2 separate regions of the Callithrix jacchus genome follow, and region 1 is linked to region 2. Evidence: chromatin contacts called from public Hi-C data. All regions are on one chromosome and are shown on one strand. Each heading gives the region's core, a stretch centred on a gene start, on an enhancer-like site or on the middle of the called end of the contact. The rest is flanking DNA. Distances are from core to core; before and after follow the strand shown. Region 1 overlaps MAP4K4 (mitogen-activated protein kinase kinase kinase kinase 4). Region 2 holds the start of MAP4K4 (mitogen-activated protein kinase kinase kinase kinase 4).

Evidence for each region. A called contact is a pair of places that touch in the nucleus more often than the background predicts.
Region 1: a contact with region 2 is called in a Hi-C map of skeletal muscle, with 13 times the contacts expected there. The contact joins the enhancer-like site here to the promoter of MAP4K4 in region 2. A contact is called at or near these places in 2 of 3 Hi-C or Micro-C datasets (both in skeletal muscle).

What each region holds. Positions count from the first base shown.
Region 1 is chr14:11,771,083-11,776,707 of calJac240_pri, forward strand. It overlaps MAP4K4 (mitogen-activated protein kinase kinase kinase kinase 4), which reads left to right. Exons shown (of 30, transcript XM_078348850.1): 6 at 1,139-1,229; 7 at 3,359-3,489; 8 at 5,253-5,307. Among named protein-coding and RNA genes, the nearest start is that of MAP4K4, 130 kb to the left of the region's middle. Within about 2 kb of position 2,454, at least 2 of the 16 cell types and tissues checked have an H3K27ac peak or open chromatin away from gene starts, as enhancers often do. A contact at or near this core is called in skeletal muscle, where this site is marked.
Region 2 is chr14:11,638,701-11,644,054 of calJac240_pri, forward strand. It overlaps MAP4K4 (mitogen-activated protein kinase kinase kinase kinase 4), which reads left to right and starts at 1,296. Exons shown (of 30, transcript XM_078348850.1): 1 at 1,296-1,748; 2 at 2,058-2,123. The coding sequence starts at 1,692.

The sequences.
Region 1 (5,625 bases), core at 1,204-3,703, 130 kb after region 2:
CATGCTGAGAGGAGGGACTTTGTTCCTAACTATAGCAGTAAGGTACCATATATTTTTAGTGCATTTTTCTCTAGTCAGTGCTTTGTGGTATAATACCGCACATCCTGTGTTGTGAAAAATAAACAGAGCTGTCAAATAAGCTCTACTCTGTTTCATAGACAGACCAGTAAATGAATGTTTAGAAACCCCCTGTTAGAAAAATTAGTATTCTAGAGGAGCTGTTGTATTTAATTCATATCTTACAAAGTAATGATAATAATAAACCCCATAAAAAAAAGAAGCAAACAGGAAAAACCAAATAACCCTTACTTGTAATCTGCCCTTTTTGGATTGAGACATTTTAGAGTAAATAGGTTGCTTGTATCTTAAGGAGGCAAGCTGTATCTTTGGCTTCTCTAGCTGAGGACAGAATAAGTAATGAGTTGTGAGAATGATGCATTGCTGTCTCATGGACCATATTTGGATGCAACATGTGTTTTTGTTCTTCCACTACCTCTCATAAGAGACAAGTTTTTGGGCCTCATTCCAGATACAAGGTCATCAAAAGTGTTATATGCCCAGTAGGTTTGTTTCATTGGGAAAGAAAGATACTTTATTTGAACACAAGGCTCTTCTGACAGCATATTCCTTTTATGCTTGGGGTGAAGGTGGGATTGATCAGCACTTAGCAGTTTGTCACTGTGCAGTGGGAAAGCTAGCCATTGTTAAAAGAGCCAGATTTTAAAGCCCTCTCTTGCCCTTTGCTTTTCCCCTGTGATGTGTTTAGTTCAAATATGCCCATGGGGTCACCATCTAGACATTTAGCATGGGAAAGGAACCACCCTGTACACAAATAGCACAAATTATAGCAGAGAAACTGCAGATGGTAATCTGCAGTGTATCTTAAAGGCACAGCTACAAGTGGTCATGTTGCTCACACAGGGAACTTAACCTGCTGGGAGTGTGGAGGGTGAGGAGGACTTCTTTCTGTGTGTGTGGTAGTATTGGTGCTATCTTCCTGGGAATAGCTAAGAGTGAAGTTAATGTTAGCTCACAAAAACCTTTGATCCGCTTGTGTACTTTCTTATAAAAGGTGTGTTCCTGGCTGTTTATTTATAGTAACAGAAAACTAAAGTTTGGGCCTGTCTTTTCTATTCAGGGACTGGCACATCTTCACATTCATCACGTGATTCACCGGGATATCAAGGGCCAGAATGTGTTACTGACCGAGAATGCAGAGGTGAAACTTGGTATGTAATGGATGTGCGGCGTGATCTCATACTTGCACCTGGCACAAGCCAGTTGCACTCCCAACTCTGCTTCCATCTAGCTAAAAGTTCAGTCTGTTACCCATGTTTTCTATTTCTGTTCTTAAGAATGTGGGAACCGAGCATATTGCTTACCCTGGCTCCAGCCTTCCCACTTCCATGTTTGTATGTTTGTTCACGCCTCCGCCCATCTCCCCCTTCTCTATACAGCAGCCAGACTGATCTTCAGATCAGACCATGCCACTTTCCTACTTGTAGACCCTTAATGGAGTCCTACTTTACTTTGGATAAAACCTGCATTTCTCACCCTGGCCCATAAAAAGCCATGTAAGATCTGACCCGTGCTACTTTCCCCTCCTCATTTTATGTCCCTCTTTATTTCTCTCTTTATCCATTGCTGTCTTATTTTCTTTTTTTTAAACTTCTTGAGACTTGACTTCAATTTTGAAGTCAGTTTTTTTTCTCATGTTCAGGGGCCTTTCCAACCTCCGATCTGTCTTGGACCCTGGTACTTGTTTGTTTTGTAGTATTATTCACAATTTATAGTTATGTGATTGTTTGTTTACTTCTGTTACTGTCTGCTTTGTCAGAATGTGAGTTCTGGGAATGCAGCAACTAGTATATTACCCAGCACCTAGCATATAATGACTTTATTGTAGTAGGTGCTTGATAAATTTCTGCTTGGATAGATAATTACAGCCCATGATGCTTTCCTAGAGTTATTTACAAGGATTCTTTTATATTTCTTGTTTCCCTTAGCTGGGTCTGAACTCATTCGAATCACTTTCATCTAAGTGTTGTATCAAATTTTTAAACAGTTTGTATTAATTTTTCTTCCACTAACACATAACAACAAAATTCTTTATGTTTATATGGGTCTACTCTACCTTTCTTTTAGAAATCATAGGCACAGCTGTTGTACTGTAAAAGTAAGACCTTCATAGTTAATTTCTTACATAGTCTGTGTTTGTTGGTCTTCTGTAGAGGAGTAGTCTGCCCAATTGGAAACTCCCCTCAAGGCTAAGATAGGAAGCACTTGAGCAGTTCTCCTACCAAACCCTGCACTGGTCTCCAGGTACCAGCCTGTGATAGTCCCTGAGGATCACTTAGTGATTGGTTACCATTGCCTTCCAAGTTTCTGTGATTGCTTAGGCTTCTTGCACTGACTGGCTGGCCCGTGTGTCTCTGGTTCCTGCACTGACTGGCCTGTGTGTTTCTCTGTCTCTGGAGGAGCACTCAGTGAGTGAGTCCACACCCTGGACAAGCCATTTTCTGAGCGTGTTCTGTGCATAGAAGTTGAATCTATGATTCCTGTAACTCATCTCAGCATGGGCTCCTCCACCTTTGCAGGTTCCTGCTGGGGTGGTAATGGCCGGGTGTGTAGTGATAGTGTCAGCAGTGACTGATGGCAGGCATTCTGTTAGAGGTCATGGTCTTCCTGCCAACTCTGCCTCCCATCTTTGAACTTTCCTCTAGACCACCACCACCACCACCACCACCACCACCACCACCCAATTGGGTGGGATGCAGAAGTCACTGAAAAATCAGCAGAAGTCCCAAGTGCTTTGGGGGGTGTTTTTGAACATGTGGTTTAGCTTGATTTTCTTTATTTGATTCAGTACTGTGTTCTTTTCAAGAAAACATTTGTGGTTTTCTATTTATGGTTATTAAATATAAGAAAGTGTATTTCTTATATACCTATAAGAAGTATACTGCTTAATAAGGTAAGTCAAGTGCATCTCAATCAGTTTTCCTGAACCTGGGGCTCTCTGTGACTTGATCTTGTTTGTGGCAGTTCTCTGAAAGCACTCAAGGTTGTGGTTCATTTACAAGGCCCTCTGCTGGTCACTGTTGGAGAAGCTGGGAAGGCAGCCAGATCCAGGCCTCCCAGGAGCTTCTGGACTACTTGGTAGAGGATCTCACAGTTTTGGTTGCTTTACTGTGGAAGGGCACTCCTGACCAGTGTTGCCTGCCTTGAAGAGGACTGCATATTGATGAAGCACTGCTGTTTCAGTTTACTATGAAGACGTTTATCCTCCTTGAGTTTTTCCCCAAGTATGTCTGGTTTGTAATTGTGTTTCACTTTATCTTCCTTTCTCTTCCTCCCACAGTCGACTTTGGTGTGAGTGCTCAGCTGGACAGGACGGTGGGGCGGAGAAATACATTCATAGGCACTCCCTACTGGATGGCTCCGGAGGTGATCGCCTGTGACGAGAACCCAGATGCCACCTATGATTACAGAGTAAGAGGCACTTGCTCCATAGGCCTTTGCAGGGCCACTGGCATGCCTGAGGGATGGGGGCTTTACTTACAAATTACACACCCCTTGTCTGCCTGCTTTTTCAGGGAGGAAGATTGTCAGTGAGGAAAATTTCAGGTGCAAATTTTCTAGGACAGTATTCAGATGCCATCTTTTTTGTCCATTTGCATCACGTGACTGTGTTCTCACTAAGGAATACACTGGTTTCAAAGTAGTCTGGAGCACTCTGTCGTGGCTAGAACGTTTTGCTTTTATTTGCTTATCCTTTTTAACTTGAAGTATATATTAGAATCAAATATTCTTTTTAAAATATTGCCAATTATAGTAATAGTTTCATTTGAGTGAAATTATATATATATATATATTTTTAAACAGCTTTACAGCTTTGATTTGGTACACAAATTTATTTAAATTATTAGAGTGACCTCTAGGGACTTGAATCAATAATGCACTTTAAAAAAAATTGAGATGTAAATCTATATTTGTTATCAGACTCAGATTACTATTTTTATAAAAACTATTTTTAAAAATCCATGCCTTAATTAGATGAGCCTGTTGTCTAATGTTCTACCCTCTAGATTTGTCTCATTACTTCTTTATGCCATTGAGTTTGTTTCCTGTAAACTGGAAAGGCTTAATTTGAGTCAAGCAAGATCACCACTGGGGAGGTGAAGGTGGAGGTGCTTTGTTTTGCCTCAAAGCAGGGTCATGCAGAACTGCTCATCCCCCATTCATGTTGCTAGGAGTGACCACTGGGGTAGGGTAATGAGCCCCTTTGTGTACCCCAATAGTATAGAAAGTTTAGGGGAGGAATGATAGGTCTCTCCTTTTTGTTGTATTCAGACATATGTGTCTGAACTTTGTAATGTAAATATAGATTATTTAGAAAAACTCTTAAACTGAGCAAATTTAATTCATTGGTTAGGATAGCATATAAACAAATATATAGTAATGACAGTAAGTATCCTCATCTACTTTTCAAAAATCTTCTTTTGGATTTTAAGAAATATCATCTGCTAAGACTTTTACGTCAGGCAGTGTTTAGTCAGTACCTGCCAATACAAAAGTAAATAAAACTGGCAAAAACGCCTGCCTTCATGGAACTTATTTTTGCGCAGAAAGTGAAGTGTAATTCAAATTTTAAATTTCAGTATTTCAGGTGAATCAGAAAAAAATTCCTTGTGCAGAAAACCAGTTGACTTGTTTGGTTTGCAGGTGGGATGGGGATGCTTAGTGGCATGATTTGAATTAGTGAACCACTTTAGGTTTTATGAATTCAATGGTGAACATTTTTTAAAAAATGCTTTCTGGCCTTTAAACTTTAAAATCTTAGTTAAGTTTGAGTTACCAACATTAAACATAAATCTGGGCCAGAGGTCTAAAATATTAAATGCTTATGAAGAAATGAAGAAACATACTGAACAGTAGACCATTCACTGAATATTTAGACACAGGCTTTTAAGTGGACCAGCTCTAGTTCATTTATAGATGTGAATGGTTTTAATTAACAAATCAATTTTCTCTTTCCATCCATCTGTTCATCCGTCCATCCGTCCATCCATCCATCCATCCATCCATCCATCCATCCATCCATCCATCCGGTGTTCTACAAATGTGTTTGTGCTTTTAATTTTCTGGCAAACTTCGTTTTGGTTTATATAGCAAAGTTGTGTAAATAGCCAGAAATGTAAGTTAGTGGCTTTGTAGCTACTCTAGTATCCATACATACTGTTTTATTTTTGCAGAGTGATCTTTGGTCTTGTGGCATTACAGCCATTGAAATGGCAGAAGGTGCTCCACGTAAGTAATTTTCTTTTCTTTTTAGCTCACTTGTTACTTGTAACTTAACCCCCTCCCAAGACTTCAAAAAGAACAGCTCAGCTCCATGGATAAAGACATTTCTGGTAGACTGTTTAGATGAAGGCATCATAAATATAGTTAAGTTTTAGATGTAAAAGAAATTCTTGGCAACCACTATTACTATTCCTTTTGGAGATCTCTAGGAGTCCAATAGGCTACCTTTTCTTTTATTTAAGTTGTATTCACATATGTGACCTGAAGTAGTGCCGAGATCAGATAGTAAGTAGTAAGTTTTCTTTTTACATTTTAAATTGGATA
Region 2 (5,354 bases), core at 46-2,545:
AAAGCACTCATCACAACGCATTTGTGTGGGGAAGACACAGTAAGTGCATAAGAATTGGTAGATGATAATGGTGATGTTTATGAAAATCTAATAATGAATAGCCAGCCGGAGGTCACTGTTATCAACGAATCATCCACATAACAGCGACTTTAGCTACACTGGGAACTTACACATGCACATTCTCAGGCCCACTGGAAACATCCTGAAACGGGAACTCTGGAGGCAGGGCCGGGCAATCGGCACTTTGTCTGAAGTACTCACGTTTTGAGAACACCTGTCAGGTGACAGGGACCCACTGAAAGTTTTTAGACGGTGGAGGAATGCGACATAAATGCCGGTTCACTGGCATTAAAATGCCTCACTACCGACTGGCTTCCGATGTTGCCGGAAGAAACCTGTTTGTTGATCCTTAGTGATCTCCAGGTTACAAAACGCAGATTGGTACTAAGGGCACCAAACACAGTGCCCACCTACCGAGCGCAGCCCCAGGCAGTTACAGGAGCTGTTTTGGATTTGGCTGGGCAGCCCAGCGATGCTCAGCGAATCCCCCAACTACAACCACAATCGTACTACACATTTAGCCTGCAAAAGCAGAGAAAGGAAAAGAAAACCGTGCAAGGAAGAAGGAAACGAGGGACTTAAGGGTCTCCATCTCGGGGGAGGCGGCGGGGTGGGGGATGGGGTGAGTGGGACGAGGAGGGGGCGAGGATCGTGGGAGGCCCCTCCTCCGCGCGGCGACACCCGGTTCGCATTTCTCCGGAGCCGGGGTGCGGCCAGAGGGACACACCCTCGACCTGGGAGACGCGAGGGTCGGTGGCCTCTTAGCGTCGGTCCAGCTCAGTTTCGTGTCATTTGTTGTTAGAGCGAGGTAGGGGCGTTTCCCCACCCCAGCTCCTCCCCGGGGAAACCCCAGCCCGTTTCCTCCCGGTTCTGCCGTTTTCGGGCGCGCAGTGCGGGGTCCGACGCTGAGGCCGCACCCTGGGCGCCCGGCGCTGCCCGCCTCGGCCCAGCCATTGTTCGAGCCCCACCCCTGATGAATATTCACGCCGCGCGGGCACCTCGGCCCGCGCCCTCCCCGGCCGGGCTCGGGGTGTGAGTGCGTTTCCGCCCGTTTTTCCTGCCTGAGGAGGAAAGGGGGAGCTGTTTTCTCTCTCCTCAGAATATATTTTTGGTGTCCCGTTTCTCCTCCTCCCGCGCCGCCGCCGCCCCCTCCCCCCCACCTCGCTCCCCGCCTCCGCCTCCGCCTCCGCCTCCGCCTCCCGGGTTATCTTTGTCTTGCTGCCTCGCGCTCACTCGTTCAACTCTCGGCGCCGTCGCGGCCCTACGCTCCAGGCCCGTCCTCGAGGCGCGCGGCGCGGGTCGCGGGCGCCGGGGCCTGAGGCGGCTGGCGACGCCCGGGGGCCTGACGGCCGGGCCCGCGCCATGGTGTGAACGCCGCCGCCGCCGCCGCCGCCGCCACCGCCCGCGCACACTCCATCCGCCCGCCGCGCGGCCCGGCCAGCCGAGAGCCCGGAGCGGCCCGAGAGCGCGGCCGAGCCCGCCGCCGCCGCCGCCCCCGACCTCGCGAGGAGAGTCCCGGGCAGGCTCGGCTGCCGCCGGAGGAGCGCCGTCGGCGGCCTGGACTGCGGCGGAGATATCCACAGCGACAGGGATATTTATTGTTATTTGTTTTTTGGTGGCAAAAAGGGAAAATGGCGAACGACTCCCCTGCAAAAAGTCTGGTGGACATCGACCTCTCCTCCCTGCGGGTGAGTGGGCCCGCGGGCGGGCGCACGGGGAGCGGGCCGCGCCCTGGCCGGCCGGGCGCTCCGGTGCAGCCGTGGGCAGACCCGCGGGCGCGGCGGCCCCTTTGTCTGCTCGTGCGGGCTGGTGCGGGGAGGGCGCGACCCTCCGCCACCCCCACGCCCCGGGCCCATCGGAGGACCCCCGAGGGCCGGGGGACGGTGCGGGGCGAAGCCCACCTCTTTTGTCACCGCCCTTTCTTTCCAACTGCCCTGCTTGATTTATTCATTTTTTGGCCTCTTTTAAATGATAACCCCTCCCTCCTTCCTCTCCAGGATCCTGCTGGGATTTTTGAGCTGGTGGAAGTGGTTGGAAATGGCACCTATGGACAAGTCTATAAGGTCGGTGTGGGCGCCTTCTTTGTTTCCCGTGGCATGTGGAAACTTCTTGTTGGGAGACGGGGTGAGGGTGATAAACACGCTGCTGACTGGAGGCCACGCCGCTTGGCTAAAGTTGGGAAAGGGGTTTCGCCTTGCAGTCCCTCTGTTTTTTGCACACCGACTTTATATTCAGACTGGCCTTAAAAGACCTCATTTCCTGGCTTTGATATAAGGAAATAAGCTACACTCTTAGGCATGCACTTTCCTTCAATAAAATGGAAAATAATTTTTTAAAAACAACACAACCTGAATTTTTTCTTTTTTTCCTTAAAGCCGGCCTTTTGAATTTGTGTGTGAATTAAAAGCCCGTGGAGGCGGGCCTTGCCTCTGATGATCCTAAACCACTGCTTTGGCCTTTGTGAAAATTGTCATGTTTCAGCCTCCACTCAGTGCTTGCTAGTTGCTCAAGGTGGGGAGTTTGGCGTTACCTGGGAATACTTTAGAACTGTGGCTGTCATCCTTTCTGTTGATGGATACATATTTTGGGGAAGCAGGGAGGAGTGTGTGTTTGGGCAACAGGAGCAGGAAGAATTACAGTGTGGGGATTATAAAATATGAATTCCAGGAATAACCTGTTTGACAGCTGTGTAATTGAAACAGAAATGACGGGGAGCGAAGAGTATAGAGGATGTCCTGGTTTCACACCCACCCAGGTCTTTCTCTTTTTAAAAAAATTTAACACCCACCCGCCACCCCCAACGATAAATGAAACTAGCAGGTCTGGAGACTGAGTCTGCGCTGAGTAGCTGACACCTGATGTGACTAACAGTGTTCATTTTATCCAGCGCACATTCTAGAGATTATGAAAGAGCTGTAGGGGATGGAGGCGCAGGCCTTGAAAATTCAGAACAGAATGTTAAATTCTTCTTGTCTTGATTTGTTTCTCATTACTGAACGTTTTCTAAAAGTTATCTGCACTGGGGGAGTGTTCTGTTAAGAGTTGGTACAAGGTTGGGGAAGCAGGGCTTTGTGGTTCACTATGAAGAATTGTCATTGTCTCATTAAAAATGGGTGGAGTGGGGGGTTGGAAGCTGACTGTAAACGTTTTCTTAGGCCAGATTAAGTGTGGATCTTATTGTCTCTTTTCCCCCTTATGAGTAGAGTTTATCTGTCACCTGAACGCCTCTCCTCAGCCCAAACTTCTATAGTCTGGGCGATGTACTGACTGGATTGTGGTCCGAACTTGGGTCAGTATTCTTAGGTGATCTCAAGTGAATTAGCATGTGTTTTGTTGGTTAACTGTTGGGGCCAAGGCCAGATTTTTGAATTTGAAAAAGAGCCCTGTTAACTCAGCTTGCTGGGCTCAACTGAATTTGGAAGGCTTTGGAAAATTTTGAAAAAGATTGTGTTGCAACCCACTGAGTGGTTGGTTAGTAACTGGCTAAAAGACATTCTCCTCCGTCCGCTGTTTGTTTAAGCACCAGTTTTTTTTCTAACCCAGTTTTTCTGGCCAAATCTGAGTGGTGAGTGTAGTCTTCCAAGTGAATTAGCCAGAGCTTGTTTTTGACCTGGTTACACAGTAGTTGGATTGTTTGTGTCTTTTTTGGTCAGCATGGATATTAAGGGCAGAGAAATAAGCTAGAAGGCAACATAGTCTTTAAACTAAAGGAAAGAAGGAAACCCCAGTTTGTATTTGTTGGTTTTAAGAGGTGGGAGCTGTTTATGGTCAGGGTTTGGGCAGGTTCATTGTTATTTCCCCTGATTGCCTTTTTAGTTCCATGACCCGCACCCTCCCAAGCTTTTGAAGTAGATTTGCTGAGCTCTACGTTTGGGATACCGGCATGACACAGCTGTCAGCTATAAAGTCTCTACATAGGTTGAGAATTTCTCTAATGATGCAAACCTAAGGAATTAAGAAATCTGTGCAAAAGTTGCCTGCAGAACAGAACAAAATAGTGCCTGAAATCTTGCTCATAAGCAGTTTATTTTTATATTATATGGAAAATTTCAAACATAATGAGTAGAGAGTTAAGTTATCAGCACATGACTAAACTTGTCTCATCTGTATTCTTCTCCTCCTCCTTTATCTTAATGTAAACCCCAGATGTCATTTCAGCCATAAATACTTGAGCATGTTTCTTTTTTATACAATCACATTGTTATCACACTTAGAAAAATGTCATATATCCAGTGTTAACATTTTCCTGATTGTCTCAAACATCAAGAAACATTTTTTTACTATACTTTTTTTTTTAGTATAACCAGAAGTTTTTTAATGTTTATCAGCAGGTACTGGGAGCTCCAATCTTAAAGGTAGTGAAAATAGCAGAACACCTCTTTTTTTTTTTTTTTCTTTTTAACTATTTGATTTCTAGAACCATTTGCCATTATGCATAGGGGTTAATTTAGTATTTTTGTCAGTGTGATTTGCTTGTGGTAGTTTTGGGATTAGATTATTAACACTCCAGAGTTTGTTTATTGCTGCTAAACATCCTTTAGGATGAATAGCATTAAAGATTGAAAGATACTTGTTACTGATTTGTTATTTATAAAAAGGTCTTTGTTTTTAAGCATAATTTCAGGTTAAATCTGTAAGCAGAACTTGTAGTCCTAATGTATTTTAGTGTCACATTTTCTATTTTTCATTAGTGCAGAGGTTGCTTATTTTGAGGCATCTATATTTACATGAAGTGAATGAGTTGAAAAGAGAGAGTTTTCTGAGATTTGATAGGTTCTATGAAATACCTTTTTTTGGGGTAAACAACTTCCCTTCTAAACTGTGGTAGACCTCTCATTTACTGAAGAAAGGCAGAGGTGGGGTGTGTGTGTGTGGCAGTAGGGCTAAATGTGACCTTTGGGAATGGTAGGAAAGTGGTTAGGGAGTAGTGGGAATTTCGAGGAGATATTTGGACTTGAGGAGGGACCTCTTTAAGCATTGAGGAGCTACTGAAAGGTTTAGTTAGAATTGGGGATCCTTCAGAGTAGGGGACTTGATCCAGTTTTTTTGGGGATAACTTCGAATTTTCTGTATCTCTGACAACAGTGGTAAATGGTCTGGTATAGTTGAACAGTATATAACTTCATCTTAACAGAGGGAGGTGAAAAAACCGTATATTCTGTTTAGAGAAATTTATTTTCACCCTTAGGTTTTTGAGAGAAGAATACTCATGAACTTAAAAAATAAAATTGTAAATTTTTCTTCACAAGGTTACATTCAGAATACCATATATTTATAAAAGAAGTGTCTGTGGT